Linked DNA regions of Mus musculus: regions 2, 3, 4 and 5 are each linked to region 1. The links are chromatin contacts, called in public promoter capture Hi-C maps. All regions are on one chromosome and are shown on one strand. Each heading gives the region's core, a stretch centred on a gene start, on an enhancer-like site or on the middle of the called end of the contact. The rest is flanking DNA. Distances are from core to core; before and after follow the strand shown. Region 1 holds the start of Snx4 (sorting nexin 4). Region 2 holds the start of Wdr53 (WD repeat domain 53). Region 3 holds the start of Ccdc14 (coiled-coil domain containing 14). Region 4 holds the start of Cep19 (centrosomal protein 19). Region 5 holds the start of Nrros (negative regulator of reactive oxygen species).

Region 1 (2,700 bases), core at 152-2,651:
GAAAAAGGAAAGAACAACAGGAGAGGGACAGAGAAGAACAGGCAGCGTAGAGGATTTTTTAGGACACTTAAAAGTTCATGTGACAGTGTGTAAACTATGGACTTTGGGTGACAACCTGGCCTCACCGCGTATAACATAAACGAGTCTGGTAAGAAGCGTGGACAAGGCACAAGTCTGAATATGAGAACTGAGTATACGGGAAAATCTCCCCATTTCTCTTTCAATTCTACAGCGACCTTAAAACTGTTCTCAAAAATCAAAGTCTTAGCCGGGCGTGGTGGTGCACGCCTTTAATCCCAGCACTCCTGGGAGGGGAGAGGGCAGATTTCTGAGTTCGAGGCCAGCCTGGTCTACAGAGTGAGTTCCAGGACAGCCAGGGCTATATACAGAGAAACCCTGTCTCGAAAAAACACAAAACAAACAAACAAACAAAAAGTTAAAGTCTTTAACTTATAAGCACACATAAATGGTTTAAGTAGTCAAAACCTCCAACTGCTGAGAAGTTCCTGGTTAGCTCTCTCGAAACTTAGTCCTCTCTAGAGACGCATCAATCATAAAAATGTACGGGTTACCTTAGCATGAATACCTACTGGGGGTGAGGGGGCAACAGCAAAATGGCTGGACAGGGGCTGAGCAACTGAGGGTCAGGGAGTTCAAATACAGGGCGCTAATGAGTTTCCTAAACATTTGTTCATCAGAGTCTACAAATCCGTCACGACCCTTTGGATGGATGCACTCACAGATTGACAACGCGACACTCCCTTAACTCAAAAGGTGAGAAACACCAGTTATCACCGAGGGGCGGGGATTGCAGGAGGAAACATTATAACGACATTACAGCTAAATGGAGAGTTCAACAAATGTTTCTTCCTCTGTCCCTTCTCTTTAACGTGACGCTGATGTCTATTTCCCGACGTGTCCATAGGCCAAGCCCCCCTTACTGCGCACACTCGCCTCTCACCAAGGGTGTAGCCGCCTCCCAGCGACCCCCTCGGCCGGCCGGAAACAGCAGCGAGCCTCTTCAGGGCCAGACCCCGGGGGACGCGCCCACTGACACCGCGGGCCACGCCACCACGGACACGCGTGACAACGCCCACGCGGCGCTCCGGCACGCCGCGCCTGTGAGTCCATTTCCACTCCGCATCGGGTCATCCTCCGGTCTCGGGACCGCACCCACCAGACCCAGCCAGGGCGGCCCGGCCCGGCCCGCTAGGCCCGGCCCCAGACCGGAAGCCTCCGCCGCCCCTCTCCTCACCGTGTCGACCCCTGAGCCGTCTTCTCGGGTGCCCTCGTTCTCCTCACCGACCGCGGCCTCCAGCACAGCGCCAGGGCCACCCAGCGGCTCCAGGGGTCCAGGCTGCAAGAGCTTCTCGGGGTCCGGAGGTGCCTGCTCCATAGCTGTAGTTTGGCACCGCGAGTCCAGTGCGCCTGCGCGGGGCCTTGACTCCAGCCGCCCCGCCCTCTGCTTGTGGTAGCTCCGCCCTGCGCTCTCGGTAGTCCCGCCCCTGCCCACAGAAACTCCTCCTAGGCAGCGGAGACCCCAGAACGCTGGACCACCAGCCAAGACCTGCGACCGAGGGAGGTAGGGGAAAGCTAGGGCGACTACAGAGGGTTGGCTACAAAACTGGTAATCTGGGAGAGCCGGTAAAGACATAAAGAAACTAAAGTGAAGTGAACTCAAGAAGTGCAGAAGCCACTCAGATTGGCGATCCCCTCAAGTAATTGTGTCATTAAAAAGAAAGGGAGATTGTCTTGTGACCATCGCCCTTACCTTGCATTCACAATTCCGTTTCCCCTCGCAAAGACCAGAGCAGCATCAATTATTAACTTTTAGAGAGTTGAGTAACGCATTCAGCAAAAGATAACGCCTAAAGATTTGAGAGGTAAGATGGCTGAAGCAGGCTGGAGAGCGCCATTGTTAAGTAAGTGTTTAAACTTTAGACGCTAAAGCAATTTAATTTTCTACAAGTCTCTTGTAATTTCCTGAACCTACCCCTTGGCAAGATTCCCTGTGGTGACCTGAAGAGAAATGTTCACTGACTGTAGCCTAAATATGGGACCTTTGGGTTGGTATTTTTGTACAAAACCTGGTCTCGGACCAAAACTGATTCTTGCCAAACATCCTTTTCCGGGTTGTGAAGCACAATTTCTTCCTCCTGGAGTTTTCTCCCTGGCTTGGTGGCAAAGTTCCATTCATGCTCAAAGCACTTTCTCTTGTTATTTTACAATAATTTGTTCTAAATCCAGCTTCCTCCAGCTAGACTCTAGACTTCTTTAATGCAGGGACCCCTTCTCCTATCCTTTCCCTGTTCCTTCCTTACAGAGCCTGGACTATTTATGTATTTAGGTATTTTATTGTTCGCCAGGGATTAGTTAGGTCCGGCAAACCCCCAGAAAACATGTTTTTAAATCAGAAGACTTTTTTTTTTTTTTTCCGAGACAGGGTTTCTCTGTGTAGCCCTGGCTGTCCTGGAGCTCACTCTGTAGATCACCAGGCTGGCCTCGAACTCAGAAATCTGCCTGCCTCTGCCTCCCGAGTGCTGGGACTAAAGGCGTGCACCACCACCACCCGGCAGAAGACTATTTTATTAATCACACAAGGATAGATTTGTTCTCATTATCTTGTGATCTTTTCCCAGTTTCTGAGATCTCAGAAAACTAGATCCTAAAGCCGGCAGGATGTTCGTTGTGAGCTGACCA
Region 2 (2,805 bases), core at 227-2,726, 1.0 Mb after region 1:
AACCATTCTCTATAGTTCTTTACTTTCTTTTCAGAGCCACAAAATTTAAAGGAAATGTAACTGTCATTCAGACAAAATTTGGTTCAACATTCAGGAGCCATGAAGAGAGAGGCCATTATTATAATGTGTGAGTCAACGCTCCTTCATAGCTTTGGACTAAAGTTAGTCCTGATGTGGAGAAACTAAGTGACAACCAAAACAACCAGAAGACTGTGGCATTAGCATGACCACAACAGACAAGAATTTGGGTTACTTGGTGCAAGACATCTTGAGGAAGGGATTAGCAAATCATAAGCATGTAATTATACCAGGGTAGGGAAGCAGCTGCTGTTCATTTGTTTTTACTAAAAACCAGGAAGTTAATTACACATAGGTGGATCTCAGGCAAGGTTTACTACATAAAAATTGCATGACACTGGACTTGATGCCTGAGTCTGTGAGCCCTATTATTATAATAATCACTTCATAGAGCTGCGTTGAGAATTATATATAAAAAAAAGTCAGATTAAAAGATCTCATCTATGCCTGGCTCACACTGTAGTTCTTTTACTTTATTTTATGTGTATAGCATGTATGTGTGTACAGCTCAGTCATTCCCGAAGCCAGAAGAGGGTTTGGCTCCCCTTGAACTTAAGCTACAACTCAGGTTAAGCCTTGAGCACCCATATGGGTGCTAGGAACGAACCTAGGTCCTCTACAAGAGCAGAAAGTGCTCTTAACTGCTCAGCCATCACTCCAGTCTCTATTATTCTTTTTCTAAATGCTCTTTAAAATAGCATAACTAAATAATGCTAGGTTCTTTTCCTCCCAGGAAATCATCTTTATGTTTCCACCTTACCTCATTCTAGGGATTAACAAATTACCAAACAAAACAAAACAAAAAAACCCAACAACAACACGTTTTTCTTAATCTTTTTACTACTACTTTTTACTGAACACACTATATTTTGTCCAAAAAGATTGTGACACTTAGTATTCAAATGACACTTTGAGATTACCTACACTTGTTTATTTAATCTCAAATATAATAAAACCTGCGTATTTACGAGGGTTGCTCAGGTTTAGCCACCTTACTTTGAGAATGGGTTCTGGTGAGTCCCCTACGGCGCTAGCCAGGAAAAGAAGATGTCAATTTCTCAAGGTAAAAAAAAATAAAATATAATAAAATGGATCTAACCTGACCACGACAAGAGGTCCTCAACTGCGCAAAGGGAAAGGAAATTGATCCAAGCGACCTGAAGGTGAAGGATCTAAGAATTGGCTAGCAAAAAAGGGAAGTGTCGTGAACAAAGTTAGAGAGGGAGCAGAAACCAAGTGAGACGGGAAACTCCGTAGGAAGAGAGGCCAAGGAGAGCCGAGTCAAGGCCATTAGAGGAAAAACAGAAAAAAAGCACTTGCGAACAGATCCGAACCCCGCTGGCCAACAGCCTCATACCTGGGCTTCCCGTTCCCGGTGGCGCCGAGCGATGACCTCACACGCAGCATCCAATCCCATCAAGCTTTAGGGAGCGAGGCGCCTCTGCCGAACAGTCACTTCCGGGCAGAGAGGCGCGGCGGGCGAGCTGGGCGTGCGCCCTTGCTTCTTGCCCTCAACTCGCATGGCGGATCCCGGGGCGCGTCGCGGGCAGGCCGGGCGAGGCGGGCGGTTCCGGCGCCCGCGCTGAGCGGCTCCGAGGGGCGGGAACCCGAGCGGCTCGCGCCATCTGCCCTCAGTGAGGCGGGGCGCGCAGCGGACGCCCCGGGGCAGGGGCGGGAGCGGTGGAGGCGCGAGCGGCTGGCGCTGAAAGGGGCGGTGAGCGAGCCGCTCGCGGCTGTAGGCGAGGCTTGGCCTCCCGCGCCGAGACGGGGCGAAGCGGCGGCGGCGGCGGCCCTCGGGCCGGCTGGTGAGGCGATGGCGGCGCCGGGCCCGGGGGCTGGGGCAGCCTCGGGCGGCGCTAGTGGTGGCGGCGCCGGTGCCGGCGGCGGCGCCAGCGCGGGCTCGGGGTCCTCCGGGGTCGGCGGCCGGTTGCCCAGCCGGGTGCTGGAGTTGGTGTTCTCCTACCTGGAGCTGTCCGAGCTGCGGAGCTGCGCCCTGGTTTGCAAGCACTGGTACCGCTGCCTCCACGGCGACGAGAACAGCGAGGTGTGGCGGAGCCTGTGCGCCCGCAGCCTAGCAGAAGAGGCTCTGCGCACGGACATCCTCTGCAACCTGCCCAGCTACAAGGCCAAGGTGAGGGAATCCCGGGGCCACGTCGAAGCTCGGCTCCTCTCCCGCCCGCCGCTCTCGGGGTTTATCTTCAAAGCTTGAGTCAGAGGTTTCACCTCAGCATCCCGCCTTCCCACGGCTTCAGCCAGTCAGGACCACTCTCACCCCTCCTCTCCATAACGATCTTTTCTTTGGATTGAAGTTCTGCTTCGTAATCCACCTCACTTTTTAAAATACTAGGTGGTTTCCCATCATTCATTTTCAGCAGTCTTTCTACTTTCGACAGTCTTTGCTCTTAAAGACAGATCACCAGCCGATACTCATGAGCATGTATTTTTTCTGGCCTCCAAGTAGACTTAAGGCATTAGTTCGTCGATGTCGCTTTAAAATAGGTCTAGTTGCTGGGATCTTTTGCGTTCACTACCCCTTTTCCTAGCTCTGATTAACAAGAACATTATTTTCACCCACGTTCTCTTAGGGCCACAATATTTCACGATTCCAAGTGATGATAAGACTAGGCATCCTGCTAATTAACTTGTAAGAAAGAGACTTTACTATTACTTCCTCTCATTGGCACCATATAACTCATCACACTGCCTTGTCCTGCTGTGATTGATAAC
Region 3 (2,769 bases), core at 168-2,667, 1.4 Mb before region 1:
CTGAGGAAGCTATACTAGTTATATTCTCACCAGGACTATACAAGAGTACCAATTTCTCAACACCATCACCAATACTTATTTTGTGATAGAAAATATTTTAACTTCCATTTCTTTGATGACTACAGCATATTTCCCTAGACATATTGACAACATGCAACCATTCAAAAAAGGAAGTCTCAAGACAGGGTTTTTTTTTTGGGGGGGAGGGGGGAGTGCAAAATATACATTAGCAAGAAAGACAACATTATAGGTATGTTGTTAAATGGTGGGAAACAAAGTAAAACCCCAAGTCTACTATATGCCAAGTGCTTTCTAAATCTCCAAGACAGAGATGAAATATTCTAGTAGTAGACTAGCACCAGGTCCAACATGAAGTGATTTGTGGAAGATTGCAAGATGCGGAAGGTGGCCTGAAGCACGCCCAACTAGCGGAGATGTGATGGTGTTGGAAAAATATTCTAGAGACGGTTCTTGACATGAGGGCTAGAAGGAAAATAGAATTAACAGGCCCACCATAATTTGAAAAGACGTGGGAGCACGAAAGGTCAGAACGCCCAGGGCACAGCAGGGCTAAAACTAGTTTAGCTCTATTGGACCTGATTGGATGGGGCGGGAACTGCAAAGGATCCAAAATGGCTCTGTTCCAAGCCAAATGTGTATCTTGAAAATGGGTTTCCCTGTCGTACTTGGAGCAGTTACTAGAGAACATCAAGAGTCACGCGTTTGAGAACGGAGGGCGGGTACAGCCACTTACTGGGAGACTCCAACAACAGAGACAGAAGATCAGTTAAGAGAAGCACCGAGAAGCTGAATCCGGGGAGAGGATTAACTCAAGCTAAGATCCTAAGAACTTCTCTGATAGAGATGTTATTAGGCAGTCGGACAAATGACCAAGTCGGGCAAATTACTGGCTTTGTAGAGGCACAATTGCTGGATAACTACGTAATATTGGAAACAACTGCAAAGCACAGAGCGGGAAGGAGGTCACTGCACTGGTGATAAAGGCTGGGCTTCGAACCCGGGGTCTGACACCAAACTGCGCTCTGGAAGACTGGCACGGCCGCCCTGAATAAAGCATTCATCTAGGGACGTCCTCACCACTTCGGGCGCGCCGCAGTTACTATTTTTTTTCTAGCACCTTCCTAAATCCCCCTCGCCTCTCGCCACCCCACAGTGGACTCATCAGGTCCGCAGCCCTCACCTGGCCCGGTCGAGATCCGGACCTGACCATTTCTCTCAGCCTCAGAAGAGCCCAGGCGTAGGGAAACGAATACTTGAGAAAAAAAGAATTAACCGCCGAGATGTCCGGACCTCCCTTGTCCCGCCCCCTGAGCTTCCGCTTCCGGGAAGAAGGCCGCGGACCGCCGGGACTCATAGCCTCCTTGGCGCTAAAAGGTTTTCCTTCGGGTCGGAACCTGGAGCCCTGGGCGTGCGCAACAGACTCCGCGTGCTCCAGCTTGCCACGCCCAGGCGGAGAGTGGGAGAGGCCAACAGACGGCCCGGGGGGCGGGGCGGACGCGGGGGCGGGGCCTGATGTGGGCGGGGCCTTGCGGGAGGGGCGGGGCGAGGAACTCGTTGGCTTTGCAGCATTCTTCAAACTGGTTGAAGTGGGAACCAGGGCCTGCTAGCCCATTGGGTAAAGGACTACCGCTGGATTTCAGAAGCTTTGTGTACTGTTTTAAGTGTATTTGTTCTTGAGAGTCAATAGAAATCTAACCTGAACAGTGTTCAATGGTTTGGCTGTCTACTTTTTCTATCGAGATAATTGCTGTTGATAAAGGATGGCAGTATTTTTTACCACTGATAGCTGCACTAAATAGAGAATGGTGTTTGAGACACTATATTTGGGATTGTTTTAAATCAAGTTGGAGAGAAATTAACCCGGTTGACTCTTCTTTCTATGGTAAGATGGCTACCTTTGTTAAAAAAAAAAAAAAAAAAAAAAAGGGTTGTGTTGATTTTAAAACCCTGGGACCTGTAGAGACTTAGTGGATAAGAGCAACTCTTGCCCTTGCAAAGAACTCAGGTTGGATACCCACAGGTAGTGGGTCACAACCATGTGACTCCAATTTCAGAAGATCTAGTACTCTCTTCTGCCTCCTCAGGCACCAGTTGTACAAGTGGTACTCACATATGCATACGACATTTTAAAGAAGGATATATATGTATACACACGCGCGCGCGCATAATTTTGCTTGGCCTGAAACTTACAATGTAGACCATACTGGTCTGAAATTCACAAAGACCCTCCTGTTTTTGCCTACCTAATGCTGGTGCTAAAGGTGTATGCTATCACACCCTACTTAAATAAACCTTTTTTAAAAAATGAATTTAAATGGGGCTGGAGAGATGGCTTAGTGGTTAAGAGCACTGACTGCTCTTCCAGACATTCTGAGTTCAATTCCCTGCAATCACATGATGGCTCACAACCATCTGTAATAGGATCTGATGCCCTCTTCTGGTGTGTCTGAACAGCTACAGTGTACTCACATATATAAAATAAATAAATAATTCTTTTTAAAAAAATTAGTTAAAATGTAGCTGAATAGGTAGCACATAAGTTAAGAGCACTAGATACAACTGCAGAGGATCTGAGTTCAATTCCTAGCATCAGCTCACAGCTGTCTACAACTTCAGTTCCAGGGAATCCAGTGCGCTTTTCTGGCCTCTGGTCCCCAGCATGTAGTACACAGACATACACACAAGGAAAACATCTATACATGTAAGAATTTAAAAATAAATAAAATAAAAATATATACATTATATAAA
Region 4 (2,700 bases), core at 9-2,508, 1.2 Mb after region 1:
TACATATAATAAATAAATAAATCTTAAAAAAAAAAGAAAAATAGGAATAAAAGTGAGAGAAAGAGAAAATGAAATGTTCATCTAACTTCTATTCTTTTTTCTAGCTATATGTATGTCACATACATATATGCATAAATATAAATACATATATAGACTACAGTTTAGTTTTATCTCATACATACGGTTTCCTGTATTAAATGCAAATTTTATGGTTGCTAGGTAGATTTATCATATAGGATCACAGTCTGTATTCTCACCCTACTGACAGATGTGAGATTTTTACTCCTATGAGGTCAACCATAATAAAGTGCTGCCTTTCACATTGCTGGGCTTTGCCTTTGATCTGAGCCAATGCCCAGACACTATTCCCAGTTCACCTCACTAGAGTGTGATGTCAGTAAACTTTCCAGACACTATATGGTCTACAAACATAAGCAAAGGGCCACACTTGTGAATAGAGTCGATAATAACGTAAGGTCTTCACTAAAGAGTTTTCCTTTTAATTTATTATTATTATTGTTGTTGTTGTTTCAAGTCAGGATTTTCTGTGAAGCTCTCGCTGCCCTGGATTCACTCTGTAGACCAGGCTGGCCTCAAACTCAGAGATCTGACCGCCTCTACTTCCCGGGTGCTGAGATTAAAAGCATACACCACCACTACCTGGCCTTTTTTTTTTTTTGTTTTTGTCCATATTTCTTAATAGCATGTTTGTAGTGCTATATTACACTATCCTCCCACTTTCGAGACCCCATAACCTGCCTGCCGTTCAGCACCAGCACTAGGTCAGCTAACGCACTGGGAGGAATGACATTACATTTACCTAATGTATTTTTACCTGATATACTTTTCCTACTAGAGATTTGTTCCCCACAACACCGAAGGGAATACTGAGGTCCCGATTCATGTCCTCACCAATGCAAGGCGACCCTACTTACCCTTGAAGAAGTACAGGAAGTGCACATCTGAACAGCAGTGAGGGGGTGGTTTCCATCCTACTGCACTGCACAGAGGAGCTTAGGTCGACTTTGAGGCGAGGTGGAGCCTGACGCTGCAGGAAACGGCGATAGCCATAGCCTACAGGAATAACCATGGGGTGAACTCAGAGGCAGGGGGCTCAGCCCGCACGCATCCGGTTGTGGGCAGGAAGCGGGGCTGAGCGCGGGGAGTGCGGTCCTAAGGCAGCTCGCCCGGTCCAAGGGCCCACCTAGGCGCCCCGAGGATCGTTCCCAAGGCAACAGAAGGCTCTCAATTTGCGCTTGCGCAGCCTCTCGCCCCGCCCCGGCCGGGATGACGAGGGGCGGGGCCAGGGGGCTGGCCTCTCCGGAACCTGGAGTTGTAGGGAGATCCTAGGGTGGAAGTGTTAGCCGAGTTCTGTTCGGGTCATCGGGAAAGGTGAGCGCGCGCTCAGCGTGCTCAGATTCCTTCGGTGACCGCAGCTTGCCCCGAGCGCCCCTTTCGGGCGTCGGGCTCCGGCGTCCTGGCTGCCGGCGCTGTGGCCTGGCTGCTCCTTTGGGCAGCCTGGCTGGTCGGCAGGCTCGCCGCGGACTTCAGCGACGCCCCTTTCAGCGCTGGTAAAGGTCAGGGGGCTGAGCGAGTGTGTGCGGAGCTGGGGCGGAGGTGGGGAGCACCCGCGGCGCCTGGGGTACCCGAGGCCGGAGGAAGTTAGCAACAAAGGCCCTGTGCGCCCTTCCCTCCTTGTGATCTTTGCTGGGGGTCCCATCCCGGGCTTCAGAGCCGGGCTTTGTCTTTCCAAGGCGGGACTGGCCACGCTGTGACCCAAGTACGAAACAAGTACAGCAAGCCACGAAGTATCTTGGGGTGCTTATGGTTCCCCTGAAGATGCCTTGTGCTGCCTGAGAGGCAGTGAACCCTCGGCATCCAGCGAAGTGTGAGAATGCCCAAACAGCATGTATGGGAGAAGGGGTGAGGTGATGTGTTGTGTGACATACTTCCCAGGGACACACGCACGCACGCACACACGCACAACCTGCTCACTCCAGAAAGGTAACCTTTGTACCAGTGTCCAGTTTGGTAAACCAATGATTTTTTTTTTTTAATTGGGGCTACTATTAGAAATATGGGTGAGGGGCTACTTACTAGAAGCAAGGATAACTCAAAAGAAGCTGCATCAGTAGAAAGATAAAATGGGTGAGTCCTGAAAACTGCAACCCTGGAGCTCACTAAGCGACTTCCAGACAGCTCTTCAGTCCTAACACTAGTTTCCCCCCTCCCATCTCTTTTTCTCTGCAGTTTGCCCCCAGCAACTGTTGACTCGCTTTTATATTGTAGGACCCTCAAGCGTCTCCCAACTGCTTATTCTCCTGGCTTCATGTTGCTGAGTAACAGGTTTATCAGTGATTCACACTCTTATTTTAATGTTCTTCCCACACATTTCTTGCCAGTGTTTTAGAGCAGGGTACCTGGCTACTGAACCTTTAGGGTTTGTTTGTTTCTTAATATTTGATACTTGAGAAATGGTCTTTCTTGGAACTTGGTATGTAGACCAAACTGAGTGCTGGAACCAAAGGTGGTGCCATCTCACCAGTCTTGAACTTTTAGTCACTGAGTAATAATAGTTTTAGTGAATCATTTTATGAAGATTTCTGCTTATTCCAAGTGTGTAAGTGAACTCACTGAATCTTCATGTGCCCCTCATTTTCTTGCCTTTTTTTTTTTAAAAAAAAAGCCTCTCCCAACATC
Region 5 (2,700 bases), core at 29-2,528, 1.1 Mb after region 1:
TATGAATACAAGCCCTTTCTTGGAAAAGAAGCTTGGTGCTAGAGATAAGAGTTAGCCACACACTGGTAGACACAAAGGAAAAAGTTTGAGTCAGAAACCTTAGTGTGACACAATTTTCTCTACACTTGTTTTCTTCTTCAATGGTGCCATCATTGTTACCTTTACAAGTGAATAAATGTGTGTGTGTGTGTGTTTACATATATATGTAAAACAGTTAAAGTGGAAGAGGCCATGAATTTGGAAGAGAACAGGGTGGGATATATAGGAATGTTAGAGGGAGAAGGGGGAGGGAGAAATTATATTTTAATCTCAAAAAAAATTTAAAGGCTGTATAATTAATTTACATAGTTTTTTGAACGAACCCCCCCCCCCCAGCCCTCATCCCCGTTGCTTCCTGCTGCAGGGCATGGAGCCGCCCTTTGGTGTGGTTTGTATACTCAGTGAGACTCCCTTGAGAGATGATTTTTCCTTTGTGGATGGTTGGGGCTGGGAGCTCATGTCTTTTTCTCCATCTTAGAGCTGGGACTAGGTCAGGTCTGGATCCGTGCAGACGCTAGCTAGGCATGCTGCCACAGTTGACAGTGAACTTTCTACACAGCATTATCAAAACAACGCTGTTGAACACCCGTACTCAATAGAGCCAAGAAGTTTATGGTACTATCTGCAACGCGGGGTCAGTTAAAAACCAGTAGACAAAAACCTTTCTTTTTCTTCCATTTGTCCTTCTTGTTTATTTTGTGTGTGTGTGACAGGTCACACGAATCCCAGGGCAACCCCAAACCTGCTCTTTGGGCTGGGATGACCTTGTACTCTGATCCTCCTGCTTCAACCTCTCCAGGGTTGGGATCACAGGTGCGTGCTGCCATTGCCGACTTCCTTTTCCCTTTATTTATTTTCTTAATTTTTAAGAAGTACGGTGCCCAGAAAAGATGATTAGTTAAGGACTGACTGAGTAGATGAAAACAGACGACTGGATGGATGACCCTTCTAAATGGCGGACTCGTCCCCCTTTCCAATTAAACAAATTTGTGTTGCCCTTCACTGAATTCTGCCCCAAGCTGGCCCTTGGATAGAAGCCTGTAGAAGAGTTCCTGGAACAGCAGACCACAAGCCAGGACTCCTAGTTCCCATGTGCCATCAAAGCAGGAGCCACAAGAGCATGCTTAGCGACGACCTAACAGAGCTTGGCAGGCTGCACCTGTAGAGTGACAGCCCTGCTGGTGAGGGGCCATGTGCTACCTGCATCCTCGTCCAACCCCACCCCCACCCCACCCCCCGCGGTGGCAGTTCCTTCTAAGACGCGGGCTGAGTGCTGAGTCGCTGAGAGGCGAGCTCTCCATGTGACTTCAGTTTCCGTTGGTTCCTTCCGCAAGTGCTAAAATAATCTGATGCCCCAGAGCGAGTAGGCAGCGCAGCAGCGGCAAGTGCTGTCCAGGAGGCTGGGGCCCTGGAGACGATGCGCCCCGCGGAGCCGCCTGGGCCTGCGGGAGCAGTGAGTATTTCTTGCGTGGGTTCGTTGAGCATTGCCGGGCTACAAGAGGTGGGCGAGCTGGGACCGGGTTGGGTGGTGGGAGGTTAGGCATCAGCTCCCCCACCCCACGCACGCCGCGCTCAGGCTCATTGTGAAGTTGTGGTATCCAGTCTCTCCGCCTCTGGGCTGGATTTGGGGGGGGGGCTACACCTTTGGTGTAGGTGGAAGTCTCAGGAACTCTTACAGCTGAGAGAGGAGGTGTGTGATGTGGGAGAGGCACGTAGGGCTTTACAACCAGCTATGGTTTGATTCCTGGCTCTTTCAGGGAGAGTGTGAACAGGTTAGGGAACTTTTCGGAGCCTCCTTTTTTTTCCTCATCTACACAGTGGTCAGTGCTCCTTGCCTAGTCTGAGTGACCGGACGTCATGAGAGGACGCTGTGAACACTCAGCATACGGGTGTTTGCATCGACTCCTTTGCCCATCAACATAAATTGAGACCCACCATTACACAGGCAAAGACACGGAAATCCATCCACAGTCGCACTTACTTAACCGGGATCTTCCCAGGGTCAGCTGTGTGTGTACATCCAGAAGACAGCAAAAGCCCTTCTCCTAGAGCCTTTGTCCTGGGTAACTTGTGCTGGGGTATTATTTGGTCCACAGCTACCCAAGTGTCAGAGAGAGAGATTAGAGCCAGGCTCTCCTGACTCCTGCTCAGTGCTCTGCTGTGGTCCTCTCGGCCTCTGCAGGCACAGACACACATCCATGGACCTACCCACAGGCTCGCTCGCACTCAGGAGCTGGGCAGGGAAAAGCACTGCTCTCCCTGCAGTTGCTAGCTCACCATTGCGCTGCGGCGATGACCACGTGCCCCACTGTAACTAGGATCGGAGCAGACTAAGGAAGGCTTTCCAGTGTCTCTCTCTGCTACTGACCGTGAGGTACGGACAGTTTTCACGGTGTTTGAGGCCTGGGGACACCCCCTATGAGCTTTATATGTGAGCCCCAGAGTTCCTAGAGGGGGTTATAGACTCATGGGCCCAGAAAAACAAAAAACAAAACAAAACAAAAAACCTCAACACTTAGGTTAAAATCAAAACCAAACAGCCTCACAAGAGAAGGTGCCTTCATTTGACTGGTCCTTCGAGAGAACTCTGGACAATGGTACACACTCCACCAGGCTGTCCTGGAGCTCATTAGCTTCTAAGCCAATCTCCACTGGCCTGAC

The links. Promoter capture Hi-C pulls out the DNA fragments that hold promoters and counts their contacts.
Region 2: a promoter capture Hi-C map of pre-B cells shows a contact between it and region 1, with 2.2 times the contacts expected there. The contact joins the promoter of Wdr53 here to the promoter of Snx4 in region 1. A contact is called at or near these places in 2 of 39 promoter capture datasets (the 3T3-L1 cell line and pre-B cells).
Region 3: a contact with region 1 is called in a promoter capture Hi-C map of embryonic stem cells, with 3 times the contacts expected there. The contact joins the promoter of Ccdc14 here to the promoter of Snx4 in region 1. A contact is called at or near these places in 3 of 39 promoter capture datasets (embryonic stem cells, liver and pre-B cells) and 1 of 484 Hi-C or Micro-C datasets (B cells).
Region 4: a contact with region 1 is called in a promoter capture Hi-C map of liver, with 5 times the contacts expected there. The contact joins the promoter of Cep19 here to the promoter of Snx4 in region 1. A contact is called at or near these places in 2 of 39 promoter capture datasets (hippocampal neurons and liver).
Region 5: a promoter capture Hi-C map of liver shows a contact between it and region 1, with 4 times the contacts expected there. The contact joins the promoter of Nrros here to the promoter of Snx4 in region 1. A contact is called at or near these places in 3 of 39 promoter capture datasets (hippocampal neurons and liver).

The regions. Positions count from the first base shown.
Region 1 is chr16:33,250,157-33,252,856 of GRCm38.p6, reverse strand. Snx4 (sorting nexin 4) reads right to left here and starts at 1,401. Exons shown (of 14, transcript NM_080557.2): 1 at 1,256-1,401. The coding sequence starts at 1,396.
Region 2 is chr16:32,245,898-32,248,702 of GRCm38.p6, reverse strand. Wdr53 (WD repeat domain 53) reads right to left here and starts at 1,476. Exons shown (of 3, transcript NM_001185162.1): 1 at 1,436-1,476. Fbxo45 (F-box protein 45) reads left to right here and starts at 1,678. Exons shown (of 3, transcript NM_173439.2): 1 at 1,678-2,209. The coding sequence starts at 1,892.
Region 3 is chr16:34,689,264-34,692,032 of GRCm38.p6, reverse strand. It overlaps Ccdc14 (coiled-coil domain containing 14), which reads right to left and starts at 1,417. Exons shown (of 13, transcript NM_172824.3): 1 at 1,202-1,417. The coding sequence starts at 1,375. Gm35150 (a long non-coding RNA gene) reads left to right here and starts at 1,327. Exons shown (of 4, transcript XR_876043.1): 1 at 1,327-1,395.
Region 4 is chr16:32,098,347-32,101,046 of GRCm38.p6, reverse strand. Cep19 (centrosomal protein 19) reads right to left here and starts at 1,258. Exons shown (of 4, transcript NM_025892.3): 1 at 936-1,258. Pigx (phosphatidylinositol glycan anchor biosynthesis, class X) reads left to right here and starts at 1,320. Exons shown (of 6, transcript NM_024464.3): 1 at 1,320-1,577. The coding sequence starts at 1,478.
Region 5 is chr16:32,164,172-32,166,871 of GRCm38.p6, reverse strand. Nrros (negative regulator of reactive oxygen species) reads left to right here and starts at 1,278. Exons shown (of 3, transcript NM_001347181.1): 1 at 1,278-1,492.